Regions from separate parts of the Gossypium hirsutum genome. Here region 2 is linked to region 1. Evidence: chromatin contacts called from public Hi-C data. All regions are on one chromosome and are shown on one strand. The core of a region is the stretch at or near the end of the contact, and the rest is flanking DNA. Distances in the headings are between cores, read along the strand shown.

Region 1 (2,675 bases), core at 62-2,561:
ACAGGCACAAATCCTTGACGTGCCCGTACTTACTGTAAAAAAACATATTGTTGAAGCGCCTCATATTCCACTCATTAGACGATGCCGTCGACCATAACCTGAGAAAGAAAATGCTTGTCAATGTTAATAAACATAGCCAGACGAGCGAACTGGCCTCTGGTTCTGCTATCAGTTTAAAAAATCCAGTTTTGCCACTTTTTCGACTAGCCCCCTGATGACCTCTATGTCTTCGATTTATATATAAATCTCGAGAGTTTCGATAGCCGGGTCCAAGCCATCACCACGCTGGGATATGGCTACGATGAAGTAAAATCTTTAGTCCAAGGTTGAACAGTAAGGTACTGGCCGTAAATGATCCATGGTCCCTGAGTCAATACTCGATTATAATCTTTATTGTTCTGAAACCTAACAAAAAAATAATTGTTTTCTATGTCCATGAGATGGAATGGTTTTGTAGGTTTCCATAGGCTGCTTATTTGATTATGAAGAGTGTTATAGCCAATGCTTCGCCCTAAAAGCTTGAGTACGACCGTCAATTCCATCTCTTTGAAGAGAATTTCTTAAATACTGTCCGAGAAGACAATTGCTGGAATCCCATTGACCATGGTCGTACTCACATCACCTTCTAACAACTCAAAATCACTTTCACTTCCCTCGCTAGGGTCATTACAAGCCATACCAAAAATGACTGCTCCTCCCCCTAAAAGCTTGTCCTTCCAAGACAAATTCGGGATTAGATAAGAGTCCACAACCATAGTAGCAACCTCTCCATCGATTCCTTCCTTAATCTCACTTTCTTAGTGTTCCGATCCCCATCAGATCTAGAATCACTAGCACCTCCGTTATCAGAATTTTGCATATTTTAAGAGCTTTTTTCTTTGACCATTCTTTATGCTTCCTTGTCAATCAACTTTTTAAAACCGTTGATAAATTTTTACTTTAACCCTTAATAAAACGGTCGAAAGAAAATTTATAAATGATCCAAATGAGAATATTTAAGGAATTAATAATATTAATTAAAACATTTAGTAGTATCTAAAATGATGATACCTATTTTGATGCATTAAGTGTATTAAGCAAGGGAGATTAGATGCAGAATGGTGAGATTTTGTTTAAATGATGATAGTTTAATGAACTGGAAAATAAATCCAATAAAAACAGATTACAATTATCCAATTTAATACAGATAATAAATAAATTTGAAGATTACAACTATCCAATCCCCATAGAAAGTTTGCAGATATTATAAGCAATATTTATAACTCCTTTCCTTATATTTAGTGCAAACATTTTCATTCAAACCCCGAAACAAAGAAATAGGATTAAATTGACAAATTTATAAAATTAAGATCTAAATTTGTAGTTTATCCAATAGCTTATTTTAATGTGTGTTTTAAAAGTTCAGAGAGGAAAAAGAGAGCTCGTCTACAGTTGATAAACCAACTAAACTTCCTCTTCAATCCTTCCATCCTTGCACTCCTGATGGACCAACAGCAACCACCGCCGCCAACCCCTAATGCTCCTCCTCCTTCCTCCGCCGTCGACCCACCTCCGCAACCACAGCCGCAGCCACAAATTCAACAACAAACAACGCCAACGCCCCCGTCCTCAACATCCTCTACCGCAATCCCTAACCCTAACCCCAACCCTATCCCGAAACCCTTACCTTCCGCCATACCACCACCGAAACAGCCGCCGCAGCCTAAACCAGCTCTCCCCTCTCATCAGCCAAGATCCGCCGCTGCATTCTCGAGGCCATGGCAACAGCACTCTGCCCAGTTCACTCATTTCTCTTCCTCTTCTCCTTCCGCCTCATCGTCTCCTTCCCCTTCACTTTCCTCTCAGCCGCGAGGCAGCATTGCCCTCGGTGTTCCTTCGTCCCATTCTGGCCCCTCGCCTCCTTCTCCTTCACCTCCGCAATCCACTCCGTTTACCGGTTCCTTTGGCCATTCCTTCGGTGGAACCTCTAGTTCCAATGTTTCCCAGGTTGGATTTTAAGCTTGTGGGTTATTTTCACTCACGATTTTGAGCTTTTGATGCTGAAATTTCCTCTTCTTGTGATATTTCTTTTTCATAGGCAAGGCCAATGATGCGAGGAATAGGGATGGGATCATCAGTTGGTTCAAGTTCACAAATGAGACCAGGTGGGATTTCTGCTCAGCATCAACAAAGGCCTTTGCAATCATCTCTTAGACCAACATCTTCACCAACTAGCCAGTCCCCTTCTACCCAAGTTAGTATTATTTTTAAGGATTAATGTATATTATTTCTTTTTATTAATTTAAATGACATTGATTTTTTGTCAATAATGTTCTAATAATGCTAAAAAATGTTAGTTGAATTTAAATGGTCGCAGTAATAACAGTTTTAGCATATTTTAATAGAGTTCTTAATAATGTTTTAGATTTTTAAGGCTGCTTAGAACTGTTGGTTGAATCTAGAAAATACTAATCCTTTCTCCCTGACTTGTATTATTATTTTTAATCTTAATTTGAATATAGTATTGGTAGGTTGAAGTAAGCTGCTTTAAGGAGTTCGTCAAGAGAGCTAAGGTGTTATTATCTACTATATAACACATTGTGGTTGCCAACAACCTCTTGGCTTCATAGCCAGATTCTTGTATTGTGTGGCATGAGACCTAGGGTTCGATCCTTAGCATACCAATCCCCATTCTC
Region 2 (2,675 bases), core at 120-2,619, 140 kb before region 1:
ACCGGTGCCTGCCGAAGTCAGGCCTTGTCTCCTTCAAATGATTGCCCACCACAAACATTTGGTATAGAGAGAGTGATGACAATGGTGGCGTCGTGCCGGCCTGTAATGGCTGCCTTAGCTACACAAATCAACAAGGATGCTTTGATTGAAACTGGCTTTGTACTACACATCTCCTTTTGTGGATAATAAAATTTTAGAATTTTAATGTGCTTGGGGTAATTTTTCTGTTTTAAAAGGATTTAAATTGAATACTTATAACTGGGAGAGACTAAAACTGAAATTATTTCATTTAACCAAAAGATTATTGTAGGGTACATTTGCAATTGAACTAAACAACTCTACAAGCAGGTCATGTATTCTTTTATTTTTTAATTTTTATTTTTTTAATGTAAATTAAATATATTTGACAGGTTCTTAATTTTTCTTGTATGAAATCCTTACCGATATCTATATAATTTTTTTATAAATTTTTTGAATAATTTAATGTAATGTGTAAGAATGTACCTAAGCCTAAACAATGTTTACAATAAGTATTTTACCATTTCATCTATAACTCAATTATTGATATTTTTTAGGGAGAAGTATCAAAATTCTACATGAATTTTGGTTCAAGTACAATTTTGATGCACAAACTTTAATTATTTTATTGTAGTTCAAATGTATATATGAAACTCCGATTTTGATCTAATTTTACAATTTAAAGAAATAAGTATATTAATTTTATTTTTGTATTAAATAAATATAACTATTTGTTTAAAATGATGTTATATCTATAGTTGTATTAGTAAATTGTGAAATTTGAATCAAATAAACATTTAATGTATAAATTTGTACAAAATTATAGTTCACCTATAGCATTGCACATTGAACCAAAGTTCATGTGCAGTTTTGAACTTCATCCCATTTTTTTTTATAATTATAATTTTAATATTATGTTTTTCTTTCACTTACATCATGGGTGTAACAAAAATTAGTATACATAATATCTGCGATTAAGTTGGTGCCACAAATCGACTCAATATTGAATTTTCCTTTGACCAACATGATAACATTTTAACATGTTATAAAAAATAAAAAAATGATGATGAACAATTAGATTGTATTTAATATTTATAATATGATATGTTTAGGTATTTAAAGTTTTTTTTTACTTATAATTTAAATTAATTTTTTATTTTAATTCAATATAGATTGTATATATATCATTATTAATTTATTTTTAAACTCATACATACATATATATATATATATATTAACTACATGGTTTCCAAAGGTATTTTTGGTATATAATGCAATTTGTTAGTGTGTAATTGTAAGCTGGCCCTTAGCTGAAGAAAAAGGTATTTTGAGAACTTATAGGCTACAATTTAAATGGGCTGGACCGTGTACCCAGCTTATATTTATAAAATCTCTTCCTTTTCCTTAATCCAACATTCTATCCATGAGTTGAGGTGGCAATGGACTGATTTGATAGGTTTATGTTAGGTTATTTTGAGTTTAGGTTTTTTTTTTCATTTAAAGTTTAAAATTTTAGGTGTTTAAATTATTTTAGATTCGAGTTTAAATTATTTTGCATTAAATGTAATTATATTCAGTATTTTGAATTATATTAAATTATTTGGTCGGACTGGTTAGATCAAGAATTAGTCGTGGTTTCAATTTGGAATAAGGGGTTGGATAGATTGAATCACAAATTGGTTGAATTGAGCTAAAAAATTGATTAAATCGGTTTTTCTCTATTTTTATTGTTTTAATTTTTAAATTTTTAATAATTTATTCAATTGAACCAAAAAATTGATGGTCTAACCAATTTGATTATGAAAACCTTGATTATATTTAGGTAATTTCAAGGTCTAAACCTCAATATAAATTACTAATTTAATATTAATTTAAATTAAACTTTTTTTTGTAATATAATAATTTTAAGTATATTTTAATTAAAATCCATATTTTTATGGTTATTTGTTTGCATCGAAATGATATAACATTAATTTGTTATATAAAACCAATTGCTTTATGTAATTTTATTATAAAAATATGGTATATTATAAATTAATTATATTGATATTTAAAATAATTTACTTGGTAAAATTGATTCTCAAATAATATATTATAATTTATATTATTACTCTAAGAAACTTTTAGCAAATGGAATGTGTTATATATATCACTTTTCTTGGTTGTGCAATGCACGAAAGATTTAAAAATTCCAAGTTTTATATAATAATAATTATGAATATTTAATAAATTTTAATTTTTTTAAAACCACAATATTAAACAAATATATATCACTACCAATGAAACTGTTTGTTTTAATTAGGTTTTAATGTGAAAAAACTACACATTAATAATATAATGAATCTATTCCTTTGTCACAATTAGTCTGTTCTTTGCTCATAATTCTATTAATCACGAATATACAAAGTATATTGAGGTGAATTGTCATTTTATTCGGGATGCAATTTAAGAGAATCTTATTTCTCTTTCGTATGTCTCTACTACAGATCAGCTAGCAGATATATTTACAAAAAACATTAGGAAAGAAACAATTTGATTATTGCCTTAACAAGTTGGACATTTATGATTTCTTTTAGAAATAATTTTTTATATTATAAGAAGTAGAGGGTGAATAGAAATAATTTATATTATAGGAAGTAGAGGGCGACTAGGAGTAG

The links. A called contact is a pair of places that touch in the nucleus more often than the background predicts.
Region 2: a Hi-C map of leaf shows a contact between it and region 1, with 3 times the contacts expected there. The contact joins the enhancer-like site here to the promoter of LOC107949460 in region 1. A contact is called at or near these places in 9 of 34 Hi-C or Micro-C datasets (callus, hypocotyl, leaf and 1 more).

What each region holds. Positions count from the first base shown.
Region 1 is chrD01:32,804,938-32,807,612 of Gossypium_hirsutum_v2.1, reverse strand. LOC107949460 (transcription initiation factor TFIID subunit 12) reads left to right here and starts at 1,311. Exons shown (of 9, transcript XM_016884113.2): 1 at 1,311-1,986; 2 at 2,078-2,233. The coding sequence starts at 1,483.
Region 2 is chrD01:32,948,910-32,951,584 of Gossypium_hirsutum_v2.1, reverse strand. No RefSeq gene overlaps it. Among protein-coding and RNA genes, the nearest start is that of LOC121213523, 15 kb to the left of the region's middle. Within about 2 kb of position 1,369, at least 1 of the 9 cell types and tissues checked has an H3K27ac peak or open chromatin away from gene starts, as enhancers often do. A contact at or near this core is called in leaf, where this site is marked.